Regions from separate parts of the Drosophila melanogaster genome. Here all the other regions are linked to region 3. Evidence: chromatin contacts called from public Hi-C data. All regions are on one chromosome and are shown on one strand. The core of a region is the stretch at or near the end of the contact, and the rest is flanking DNA. Distances in the headings are between cores, read along the strand shown.

What was found. Hi-C and Micro-C count contacts between places; a contact is called where the count stands out from the background.
Region 1: a contact with region 3 is called in a Hi-C map of the Kc167 cell line, with 2.4 times the contacts expected there. A contact is called at or near these places in 9 of 107 Hi-C or Micro-C datasets (the D17-c3 cell line, the Kc167 cell line, the OSC cell line and 3 more) and 1 of 7 datasets of targeted methods (the Kc167 cell line).
Region 2: a contact with region 3 is called in a Hi-C map of the Kc167 cell line, with 1.7 times the contacts expected there. A contact is called at or near these places in 2 of 107 Hi-C or Micro-C datasets (the Kc167 cell line and wing imaginal disc).

What each region holds. Positions count from the first base shown.
Region 1 is chr3L:12,740,403-12,744,638 of dm6, reverse strand. It overlaps CG32112, which reads right to left and starts at 2,921. Exons shown (of 8, transcript NM_001274850.1): 1 at 2,839-2,921; 2 at 2,690-2,778; 3 at 1,467-1,734; 4 at 1,014-1,126; 5 at 813-951; 6 at 662-751; 7 at 1-602. The coding sequence starts at 2,778. Ptp69D (Protein tyrosine phosphatase 69D) reads right to left here. Exons shown (of 12, transcript NM_176324.2): 10 at 3,979-4,236; 11 at 3,782-3,917; 12 at 3,071-3,719. The coding sequence ends at 3,642.
Region 2 is chr3L:12,771,650-12,776,289 of dm6, reverse strand. Hip1 (Huntingtin interacting protein 1) reads left to right here and starts at 2,717. Exons shown (of 8, transcript NM_140340.2): 1 at 2,717-3,015; 2 at 3,707-4,128; 3 at 4,188-4,640. The coding sequence starts at 2,980. CG32106 reads left to right here. Exons shown (of 5, transcript NM_168514.2): 3 at 1-702; 4 at 757-834; 5 at 895-2,339. The coding sequence ends at 2,293.
Region 3 is chr3L:12,415,434-12,419,977 of dm6, reverse strand. It overlaps ArfGAP1 (ADP-ribosylation factor GTPase activating protein 1), which reads left to right and starts at 2,398. Exons shown (of 5, transcript NM_079316.3): 1 at 2,398-2,825; 2 at 2,891-3,438; 3 at 3,499-3,703; 4 at 3,974-4,033; 5 at 4,109-4,544. The coding sequence starts at 2,766.

The sequences.
Region 1 (4,236 bases), core at 1,672-4,171, 320 kb before region 3:
ACATAGGCATCATCTTTGGCACATACCGCAATTATCAGGGAGGTGTCGAAGGGAACCGAAAAGTTCTTCAGGTGGGTGCACTCGTCCATCATGCCGCGCATGAACTGCAACGCCTCACGTTCCCACCAGTTCGTCTTGGTTATGTCTATTTTATCGGTTTTGCTCTGCGCAGACAGGGGCAGAATGAATTTCATGAGGTTGGTCAACGTTGAGCCTGAATCCTTCGATGTTTCCTCCGTTTCGATGGCCACCTTTTGGCTAAGCGCGTCCTTGGCATCAATGGTCAGATTCTCGGAGTCAAGTTTGGTGTTCTTCAAGGACTTGGATAGGAATATGGAACTGTCTTCTTGGGGGCAAATGCCCTGCGTCTCGTACTTATCCCCACATGTGTTACTGTTTTCGGTTGCGTGGATCTTTCTCGTATCGCTGATATCCTCCTTCAGCTCTTGCAGGGATTGATTAAAGTTCTGTATGAAGCTTTGGCCCGCGGAAAACGCATCATCGATCACAGTAACCATTTTGGATAGCCGTTCTCTGTACTGTCCATCCGAGAAATACTGCGTTTCCAACATATCCCAGTTGATGGACTGGCTCATGACACCCTGTAACACATGGAATAATGCAATTTCAATTTGATATTCCATGCTATAGCAGCACCTACAGTTGTAAAAACAGCGGAGGCGGTGGACCAGGATAGACATGGCACAAGTACCAGTGGTTTTGGCCAATTTGTAGCGGCCAGTGATGCCATCTAAACGAAAAGGATTATTGTTGACAATCCCCTTAATGGTTATTAATCAATTTAAACTCACATGACCGCCCATTGACAATCCTGTGACGCCTAGTGGTCCAAAGCCATTCCTTTCGCACCAGTGAAAGAGAACCAGGCATTCCAGGATGAGGCAGCCGCCCATCACAAAGATATCAGACACATTGTGCAGGTTGGAACGCCTAAAATAATTAATGTATTATTATTATTATACATAAAATACATCTAAACTATTCAGACTTACGTTTGGTTGTTTGGTTTTCTTAAGCCATAGAAAGGATTCTCCAGTATTATGGATCCTATATTGGCGTCCTTTAGCAGAGGTTTCGCAATGAAATTTCGTCTACGCCAAAAGAACTGCAATATTTGAAAATTTGCCATTTAAATATGTGCGTTTTAATGTACTATTATGAACTTATGGCTGAAAATGGTCCCAAACAAAATTGTTTTCTATGTGGGTATCGAAAGAGTTGAGCAAATTACGAACAAATGGGCTTGAAAATCATGGAAAACAAATTAAATATAAAGGTAAAGTTGGGCTCTAAAACTGGCTTGGTAAAAGTAAAACAATATCTATTTTGGTGGGACCCACTTTTAGCTAAATGCTGATAGATAGGCCTGGCGTCTGGCCTCTATTGAAAGTAAACAGACATTAATCTCGGAATTTGGACGACGGATCTCGCTCGATGGTACTCACATGATCACCCGTTCCGGCCAGATGAATGCATATGGGCTTGTGCTTTTCGTTTTTCCACTTATTGGGGATCAAGAGCTGAAAGTGCGCCTGCTGCGACTCCTCGGGCACAACTCCGGGCATGTGCAGCTCCATGGGCGTCTTAAATTGGCCCTCTATCAGCGTGCTTTCCGCACCGATTTCTTTCTTCGTTATCTCCACCGGATAATCGCGGGGCACGAGCTTGAAACATGACTCCCTACTGGATATTACTTTTCGGAACTGAAATACTCTGAAATAATGGTCGTCAGAGGCAAAGGCAATTAATTTGGGCACAAACACTCCAATTGTACAAAAAATATGTAGAAAAATCGAAAAAATATGATGAGCACTTTTGGGGAGCAAAAAAATAAGTTTTATGTGAATGATTGAACTTCAGGGATAATTAATACTTTTTAAGCTTTAGTTGTTGAAAGCAAGTTGCCAATTAAAAAAATTATCTGTTCATATCGATCCTAACTTGCTTAGGGTATATTTCCCACTAACCTGTACGGAGGAATCTAAAATCGTGGTCAAGTCCAGTGTCCACTGGTGGAAGGGCACTGTAATGCAGATTAATGTCATCTTGAAACGATAAAAATAAATAATCTACGTACTTAGGTTGCATAAAAAACTCATGTTTCTAACAAAGAATTCAATTAACTTAAGAACCACATCGTTTTTAATAACATAAATTCATTTCTCGATGATATAACAGAAAATGTTGACCTGAAGTTCAATAGGTTTCCAAATTAGTAAGACCAAGATGAACTTTGTTAATTATCGGATGGTAATTTGTGACTATGAGGAATTTAGATAATATAGAGCATATATTAAGATAAGATGACCCTTTCAAGTAAGTAAAACTAAATTTGTAAGTAATTTTTTAATAAGTTAGTAAAGCCGTGAATAGGGACATGCACATCTAGTTGCCTTTGAAAGAGGAAAAAGCAAATATATATTTAATTAATAAGTCAAACTATATTTTATTATTATTCAAAGGCACTTGTTTAAAAGAAAGCCCACCGAAACCATTAAAGATCTTGTAAACTAAAAGGACAAGAGTTTTCCCTTGCCCGCCGATTAACGGTAATTTAAATAACCTAGAGGAAATTGAATTGAAATTGAAATCATAATAGTATTACGTAAAGAATCCGTATGGGGAGCACTTATTTTTCGCCATTCTCCGTTTTCAATGAAAAACTCACTTGCGCAGGTTTTCCGGCTTGCCCCATCCCTTTTCGAAGAACCTCGTTATCAGCATGCGGCGATATATGCTATCTAGTTTACTCGGCATCTTCGGAAAATGGCAAATGGGGCTTCTTGTTTTGCCAAAATAATAATAAACAATACGTACGGTAGGGATGGTAAAACGTTTATTGCACTATCGATAACTGCGTAGAAACTTCCATGGTGATAAGACTTCCAATTTTAAAAACTGACAAAAATTTCGGATTATTAATTTTTGCAATGTCTACTAATCTGAAAACTAGTATAAAAAAAATAATAAAATACGAAATCGGTTTTGGTTTCTATGTCAGGTTGGTATATCATATTTATCGACTTATCGATTTGAAACAATGGTATGTGAAACAATTCAAATCTGCTTATTTTTATTTTATTAAAAATAAATTGTAGTACTTATAATTTATCAATACACATAAAGGAATACGGAAAAACGATAAATACATTTACTTAATTTTATGGATTTTTTGTCCCATATTTACAAAATGAAAAGTGTAATATTAAATACGTTCATAATGAAGTCATTTTTACAAACTGATAAGTGAAATATTCAAAACTATTATAAGAAAATTCGAAAACCATTAATCCACACAACCAAAAAGAATGTAAACCACACTTATCAAGCTCATAAAAAGTACAATTCTTATTCTCAGTTTTTATTACATTGTATCTTATAAAATATGTTACTTATTTTCCTTTGGTAGTTTTATCAATACGATACGTATACACTACATTTATATTTGTATGTATATTATGTGTCGGGCAAACGTAATTCGTTAAAAAAATTACGCTTGCTCTTGTAAATACTTTATTAAAAGATTTTATAAATATACAAATAATTTATCATAGCACATTTGATGCATTGATGTTCCAACACGTGCATTCTGTACTCGTATAAGTATATACATATCTAACTTAATCCAATGTTGACTCGGCTATGTGATGTAAGTCTGAATAATTAATTATTGCGCGATGTAGGAACTCGTATTGTGCCTAGAAACCATATAAACATCTAATTAATGCATTGACAATAAAATATAAACAAATTCACTTACGTATGAGTTGATAAGTCCCGTTCGCTGAGATCGTAATTTCCTTGTTGTGGCACAGATGTCGACACACTTCTCCAGCCTCAGATGCTGGACCAAAATACACATGGCGACGAAAATGGAACTTCGATCGGTTCCCAGGCTGCAAATAATTTATAATTGATTAATCCGTCAAGTGCATGAATCAAAGCATCGCCGCATACCTGCAATGAACTGTGAGTGGAGATCGACAACCAGAATTCTTGTTGTTCTTATAATGGTTGTATGCTTGATCTACAAGTTCTATAATGCCACGGCAGACTTCAGGAACTTCTCCGTCCACGGTGGGCCAACCATTGTATTGAAATTGTGTGACTTTCAGCGTATCGTCTATTTTGCAATTCGTAACATAAAATTCGCGGCGAGTATAGTATGGACAACTTTCGCTGTGCACGTATTTCACGAGTATGTGATCGTATTGA
Region 2 (4,640 bases), core at 1,468-3,967, 360 kb before region 3:
AGAGAACTCCACAGATTGTGATTACGAAGTGGCAGAAGCACAAACTCCAAGCACATCCAAAAACAGTTTCTCAGAAGCTTTGAAAGCAAGTCAAAATAAAAGTGCCATTGATATAAAAGAAAGTAACATCAGTAGAAAATCGGACCATTTAATTACCGAAAGAAATACCCGAAAAGAAAGTTCGCAAGAAAGTGAGAAACGAAACCCGGATCAAAGAATAAATTTAGAAAGCCATCAAAACGCTGCTGTTGATCCAAAACAAACTACAGATCAAAGTTGTAATACAAAACGAGAAGAATCTTTCAGGCAGCGCTCAAATTCAGCACCAGAATGCTGGATACTTCAATTCGCCCAAGGAAACCCAACAAATGCATCTGAAAAATCACATCAATATTCACCGGAAAATTGCAGAGAAAAACACAATTGTCCGGAAAACGTACTTGTACTCAAGGACGAAACTTGTGAAAGTGATTCAGATGACTATGAACTCGTAAGATGCAATGATATCTCAACAGAAGAAGAGACCGTAAATGCGAACTGTCGTGAATGCAAAACTCCGGACTACAGTATAAATGCAAGTATTTTAAATCAACTTAGAAATGAGGAAAGCTCGATTAGTCCTACACAAAGCCAAATAACTTTTATCCTTGCCGACGATCAACGTCCAAATGATCTTAACATATCACAGCAGAACGAAGGAAGGTATGAAAAATATACAAATAATTGTTTATATATCTAAAACCTTCTTTATTCCAGAGAAAAGCCACCAATGGTGCAAGTACCATTTCGTATGAGCAGCACTGAAGAATTGGGCATTTCCCAGCCAAAACAATTGTGAGTGTTCTTCTTTTCCGACAATTATGATCTCTTACTTTTAATCCAAACATATTTCAGGAGGAAATTTGGTCTAAACTTCACCAGACTCAATACCAATCAATTTCAAATGGCACCAGCGACTACAAGACACGTTCGACTACAAACCCAGAAAACAAAAAGGACGAAGAATCGAAACTGCAATTCTTCTGTTGGCCAAATGAACGGTGTATTTGTTCTAGCTTCTTCGCCATCTACTAGAACGAATACAGCAGAGCAATCTATTGAAAGGAGAAATAGGAATCTGCAGAATCATCCAGGCGTTTCTGATTCTTTGAGTAACAATCCACCATCCTCAGAAAATAGACGAAAAGCCCCATCCCAAACATCTTACCCAGTACTTAGACGTATTCAAAGAAATGATTCAAACAATTCGCAAGGCGGAAGATTCATTTCGGCCAGCAGCCAATATCCTGACCAGCACAGACAAGATGAATACCTAGCTTGTGATAGAAATAATAGTGACCAAAGCCATCGCGATAGTCATCAAAACGAGGACGGGTCGCATAATTCAGCTATGGTTGGAGCTTCTGGGTATTCTACTGACTTAACTTGGACAGATCCACCTCCGAACTCCCAATTACTAGCTCCCAATACATCGACTGACGTGGAAACACTGGAAACGGTAACCCTAATGCAACCTCGAAAACTTCGTAGTTGTGAAAGTGCTGGGATCAGAAACCAGGCAAATATCAATGGGAACACCGTTCTTATAGAGACAAGAACTCCCTGTAACAGGGAAATTCTACTCCAGACCTGTGGACGACCGCCCTGTAACTCGTGTCCTTATCAATACACGGGTCTTCCTCCGAGTCTCCATCAAGGATTTACGAAGCCACCGGATCATATGCTACAACCGCAGATCTCTGTGAGTGCTCCACAAAATGTCACTCCTTTCGATGAAGGGTACCTTATAGATCCGCGGGATCAGTGGATGCCCACTAAGTCACCAGCTTCAGCACCAGCCGTGCAGCATCAATTTCAAATGAAGGAACAATGTCAGCCGGATCATGGATCCTATCATCATTTTCAGGAATCTGTACATACTTCAGACCCAAGTTCCTCTCAGGCCAGAAACCCTGACTACAATCCTCAACTAAAAGAGAACATTCGAATGCTTCCAGATGGATTCTATGAACGCACCGTGAATAAGTATAATATAACACGCATGGATTCCAACTTCCAGCCACCGGAATTTTCACTGCAGCCAAATTTTGTTCACGGAGAACAGCATCCTACTTTCAGACACCACGCTTGTCCTTATAGCAATCAATATCATCATCCGCAACTGATGATGACATCCGTTCCAGATCCCAATCGACGTTACATTCCACCACAAAACCAATACCCAGCCGAGATGTTTTGGCCACAGCAAAATGTACATTTGGATTACTATGATCAATCGGAATACCAAATTTAATCCAAACAGTTGGAAGAATACATTAAATTAAAATTACTTTAAAAACAAATTAAAATTGTCGTTCTTTTATTTAAAGTAAAAATATGGTAGCAGATCTATAAATATCGAACAAAATCTATCTTTTTAGAAAATCAGTACACAAAAATTTCAAAAACACATTCTAAAGCTTTTTTTTAAACCATCGTATAAAATCAAATTAAATTAAATTTTTAACTTAACTGAAGTTTTATTGAAAGCGTTCGATGTTATAATTTAAATATTGGTTCATTTAAGTGTATTTCAATTCAAATATCCTTCGATTTAATGGAAAAAAATAAAAATTTGCAAAACATTTTTTTTCGCGCTCAAAATGGTGATGCAAGAAGTTGATGACTATCGAAACGAATCGATAGGGTAAAGCCCGCATATCGGAACACCGCCCAGCTCTATTAACTTTTATCGATAAAGGAAAACAACATTTGTTTATATGACTAATTTACTCTTACACTCATTGTTTCATACACGCACACGATCGGAATCCGAATGAATACGAACGCGACCAATACGAAAACAATGGCCAACATTGTTGATAAGATAAGATAACTCCCGTTTCCAATGTCTTTGCTGTCTTTGCTCTAATGCACATATATCGCGCTGCGAATGATTCGAATTTGTTCAGCAAGTACGCCAAGAATTGTCAGTAAACAATGGCAACTCACGCCGAAAAGGAGTTCTACCACCTGGTACGTAAGCCCAAAGGAAAGCCAAGAAAACCGCCAAGAATACCCACAGCAGATTATAGGCACACGGATGTTGTCATATCATGTGCATAGTGTAAATACCTAAATGTTTATGCACACAACTACAGGCGCGCCGCTCAAATATGCATAAACATTTCACTTAAGAAGTCAGCCTTGAACCAGATTATATGGAACAGCTCGAAATATCATCAGCTTTTCACACGACTTGCAACACCACAGAGACTACACTACATGCTAATCCCAAGTTTCTCCGCTTCGGATGACCCAGAAAATTAGAAACTGCAATGAATGCTATGCGGACTACATCCACTTTGATCAATTGTTCAATGTGCACACAAAGGCCTTTCAAATTTTTTGATTATCAACCCAAATTCGGCACGATAAGAAGTGAAATCCAGTATTTAGATTACCTTCTGTTATCATAAATTCATATCAAACACATGGTGTAGGTGTTTGGAATCTTATTTTTAAAAGCATCGAAATGTTTGCACTTCCAAACTAAATAGTCGATCAGTGAGTCACCCCCTTTAGATCGAATTCCACTAAAAAGTATAAAACTATAGATATCGTCCGCCAAAATCCGTCCATATCTTATAAGCTGAGTCAGTCACTTCTTCGAAAGTGTACAACAATAAAAAGCCATTTAAACTATAATATTTACATTTCATTTCAGAACGTCAGCGTGTCCAAAGCTTTAAATGGCCTGGAAGCGCCACTCAAAACCAAACATGCCCGCTCCATTATTATTATGATACACAAGGCCAAAGAGGCCAAAACATTCTGGATGATCATCTCCCGGCAGCCTTTGATGCAGAGTAGATTTACTGCCTGGAAGTTTTCGCATCTGCTGCACAAGGTCCTGCGAGAGGGTCATGAAAGTGCCATCCGCCACTCGCAGAGCCACAAGAAGATGATACTGGAGGTGGGAAAAATGTGGGGCCTGCTGCAGGACGATATTGGATGCTGCATACAGGCGTATAGTAAGCTCTTGGCCACAAAATTAAACTTCCACGACAAAAATCGAATGTTTCCCGGCACCCTGAACATTTCGTTCACGGAACTCTTCATTGCTGTGGATAGGGATTTAAATTATTGGTAAGTAAAAATAGATATATATTACTTTCAAACTACTGAGACAGAACCATTGATTCCAGTTTTCAACTGTGCGTGGAAATTTTCGACTACTTGGAGGATATAATTGCGCTGCAATTGACGATATTTTCATCTATGGAAAAGTACAGAATGTCGTCGATGACACCGCAGGGACAATGTAGATTAGCGCCAATAGTTTGCCTTATCCAGGATTCCAATGCGTTGTACGATTTAAGCGTTCGGTTAATGTTTAAACTACACGATGGTGTACCATACGACGTTGTTTCCGGACACAGAGATCGCTTTCACGGTCTGTTTTTAAAGTTGAAGAGTTTTTACAACAACGTGCGACCGCTTCAGTATTTCAAGGACCTAATAACAATCCCGGAATTGCCGGACTCAAGTCCTAACTTCAAGTCCCAAAACGATTTCACCAGTTATGTACCGCCAGTGGTTCACGTTCCCCAGGAGCCCGATCCGGTTGTTGAAGACCTTGTGGATACCAACAATCACGA
Region 3 (4,544 bases), core at 1,149-3,648:
TTTATTTTATTTCGCCAGAGTTTTTTATGATTTTTTTTTTTTTTTGTTTTCTACCTTAGAGATCACCTGTGCCTGCGCAGACTTTGTGGCTGCGGCGTGCGAACAGTCTGCTCATTTGCATAAATTCAAATTCATTTGCACGTCATTTGGGAATGGGAAATCGAATGCAAATCCGTATGCGAATGCGATTGCGAGCATTGTTTTGCACGTGTTGACAAGTTGCGAGGGGCTTGTGGATCCAAAGGAGAACAAAAATAGGGGGGAAATCTCAAGCATAGGAGGAGCCGCGACCGGATGCCCCGATGATAAAATGCGCATCCTCTCCAGAGCCCGCGAACCCATGGCTGCTCCTCGTCTGGCTGCGACCAACCGACGACGTCTATGCGAGTTTAATGCAAGCCTAAGCCTATAATTTGATCGTATCCACACAATAACTCAGGCCATAAGCCCAAAATCCAACCCTGGACTCTGCGAGCTGGGAGCTGAAACGAAAACGGATCTCAACGCACTGCCCAATGCCCAGTGGCGCTTTTGGGGGCGTGGCTGCGCCCAGCAAGAGCAGTGACAGAGCCGATAATGGATGCGCAGCAATGCCATTTCTGGCAGATCGGGGAGTACTCCGCGGCTTCTGATAAGACCACCACCAGCGGAGCACACTCGAAGAAATTAAGGGCGCCAACCAAATTCAAATGTATGCAGTGTTGTATTAGGGAAAAACATGGCATAAGTGAAGTTTAAACACAGATAACGGTATCTTTCAATGCTAAAAATTCTATATTTAGATTGAACAAACTTAGAAAATTTTGATTTACTAAAGAGATGTCTTCAACAGAAAGGAAGCTAAAGGAAGTAGTCTCATAATATTATGAACTAAAATCTAAGATCGTTTTGTTAACTACTTGATAGAATATGAAAGGTTATTTTCTCATCTGAGAAGTCTGTTATTTATCTCAGTGCATTGGATCCGCTCCGGCAGCGGGACAAGTAGTTGTTGAAAGCGTCGAGCGAGTGCCCAGCCAGGAACGCCCGGCTCTTTGGCTCACTGGCTCATCGGCTCACTTAGCGAAGGAAGGAGTCGTAAGTTGGCTGGGACGTGGCGATCGGCGGATCGATCGATCGGATTACCCGGCAGGCTTTTAAATTCAACACATCCTGCGGTCGCCGCGGCAATTATATGCTCGTTGCCGCTCGCATCCAGATCTGATCTGCCACGCCCCCCTTGTTGGGCGTGCGACGGCAATTATAGATCCGCTGAGATGCCAAAAGACGCTGACTTAAATAAATGCGCGAGTTTGGAAATTGAAAGGGAATTAGCGGTGGGCAGGCAGAGCCGAACTGCGGAAATATTGTGCATAATTATATGCTAATCCGAATGGCATTGAATTATGTGCAGACGCGTGTGGTCACCTACCTTTTGGACTTTTCCTCCAAGGGGCACTGAAAAATGGGGAAAAGGGAAATGGCTTTTAGGCGGCTCCAAATTCTCTCAGATTTGAGTTCCCTTTCATCTTTGGTGGCCCTGCCACCCGCGGTCTGTTTGCATTGAAGTCGATCATGTAAGTAATTTCCCCTGTCCGGGATTCAAAACACCGAAATCGAATCAAAATCCACCGACAGTCGGTAGGAGATTGATTACTGTTAGGAGTGTGATAAATCGCTGTTTTTATTAACTTTTTTCGGGATGACGCAGCGCAAATTGGCGGCGCTGCATCTCCAGTCGCCGCACGAGTACTGAAGATCTGGAAATCAGATCAGCGTGATAATGTATAATTTGTTGAAGGGTTTTCGGCGTGCTCGCAACAAAGGCGATGCCATCGAGTTGGGTTAATTGAATTTGCTGGAGAGCGGACAGAGATTTTTGTGCAATATTTAGCTAAAATATGTATGTGTATATTAACATTATTAACATTATTAACACATTAACATTAACATATGTTGGATAATGATGAATAAAAATGGTTTTCTAAATGTCTAATTTAATTTATATAATTTCGAAAATATTTGTTCTTATCTAACTTTTTTCGAAATATTTAGTAAATAAGCAGCTTGAATATATTATATGCAAGCTATATACAATAAATATAATACAGCAACAGAGTAAAAAAATATTTTATTGTTTTTATAAAACCGATAGAATTTTAAATTAAAACATTAAAACATGTTAAAGCTAATATTTTTAGGTTTTCTTTTATGAAAGACAGTTTCAAATATATTAAACTTGTTTGCTTAAGATATTTAAATATCCCGCTCATTTTCAATAAACTATCGATATATCGCAATTCCGAACGTTCCACTTTAGTTGCACTTTGGTCACACTGCAAAACAAAAATCCAAGTGGAACTTTGAGATGGGTAAATATCGATAGTATGCCCAACTTCCTTTGGTTTTCCATGCAATATTCGGTATATCGATGCTGTCGTGAGTGGTCAGCTCATCTCCAATTCCAAGTGGGACACGCTTAACACTTTTTTTTTGCCAATTTGCCATTAATTGCAAGCGTCCCAGCTGATCCAAAAAAATTCAAAACTCTGTTAAATGCGTTTGGCCAGGCGTTCGTCGCGATCCGTGGACTTTAAAGGCTCGTAAGCGTGTGTGAGAGCTTCAAATCGCCCCATCTCAAAGCCAAGATTGCACCCAAATCAGCGCCAGCGTCAGCAAAAGTTTCATTAGCAACTCGGTTATCAGCTGCGAAACTGAAGCCAACTGAACGCAAAGAGTTGGGCAATCCGCCAGAGCAGGGCCAGAAACCATAGAAACCAGTTGCCATGGCGAGTCCCAGAACGCGACGGGTGCTCCAGGAACTGAAACCCCAGGATGAGAACTCGGTAGGTTTGCTCCTTTGTCCACATACGCTAGATAAGCTTCAATTTCTTTGTTTAAAAATGACTAGAAATGCTTCGAGTGCGGTACCCACAATCCGCAGTGGGTGTCCGTGACCTACGGCATCTGGATCTGCCTGGAGTGCTCCGGCAAGCATCGCAGTCTGGGCGTGCATCTGTCCTTCGTGCGCTCCGTCACTATGGATAAGTGGAAGGACATCGAGCTGGAGAAGATGAAGGCGGGCGGCAATCGCAATGCGCGCGAGTTTCTGGAGGATCAGGAGGACTGGAACGAACGGGCGCCTATCACGCAGCGTTACAACTCGAAGGCGGCTGCTTTGTACCGCGATAAGATAGCCACCTTGGCCCAGGGCAAGAGCTGGGATCTCAAGGAGGCGCAAGGCCGCGTGGGCAGCAACAATAGCTTCAGCTCAGGTGGCTCCAGCAACAGCAGCTACCAGTCGCGACCCAGTGCAACAGGTTATGGCGGAAACGGAGGCTATCAGAATGGCGGAGGCGCCGAGCCTGGAGGCTATCAGCAGTACCAAACGCAGGAGTTCAAGGACCAGAAGGAGGAGTTCTTCAGCCGACGCCAAGTGGAGAATGCCTCCAGGCCAGAGTAGGATCTTAATGGCATATCTGTCCATTAGCTATGATTTATCCTAGTTGATTGTTTCAGAAACTTGCCACCGAGTCAGGGCGGAAAATATGCAGGTTTCGGGTTCACACGCGAACCACCACCGAAAACGCAATCTCAGGAGCTTTTCGACTCGACGCTTTCCACTTTGGCCTCTGGCTGGAGCCTTTTCTCCACCAACGCCTCCAAGTTGGCCAGCACCGCCAAGGAGAAGGCCGTCACCACCGTCAATTTGGCCTCGACAAAGGTGAGTCCTGCGCCTCAGCTCGTATATCTTTCAGATTTTGATTCCTTATTTGCCTATTCTCTTCGATTTGGTTCAATATTATGTTGATTTTGTATTCTTTTGGTTTATTATTAGTCTGCTGATTAGTTTTAAATAATTTAAAGCTGTAGAAACCCACCTTAACAACAAAAGAGAGCAAAATCCCTTTAGTTAATCCCCATATTTGTTTGTTAATTTAATTGGTACACCTTATTGTTTGTATTATTTATTTGCATCTTTTTTTGGTTGTAGATTAAAGAGGGAACTCTGCTAGATTCCGTACAATGCGGAGTTACCGATGTAGCCAGCAAGGTCTGTAGTTCCCCATCATCCAGTTAATCTTCTCTAAACCCACATCCCTCTAACATATAAACATACCGATCGCAGGTCACCGATATGGGCAAACGAGGTTGGAATAATCTGGCGGGCAGCAACATTTCGTCGCCGCAGGGCGGATACAACGATCCCAACTTCGAGGACAGCAGCGCCTACCAGCGTTCCAATTCCGTGGGCGGTAATCTGGCCGGAGGCTTGGGTCAGCAGAGCGGCGTCAGCGACAGCGACTGGGGCGGCTGGCAGGACAACGGCAACAGCAAGTCGCACATGACCAGCTCGAGTTCGTACCACAATCAGTTGAGTAGCAGCAGCGGCGGCGGTACCGCCTCCGCCGGCCTAACCCGCGACGCTGACTGGTCCGGCTTCGAGGCGACGAACTATCAGAGTTCAGAGACCTCCTACCAGAACGCTTCGTCCGGCGGATCGACAGCTCGCCGCAACATGAAGCTGCAGGACACATCGCAGAAGCTGAGCGAGGGCTTCGAGA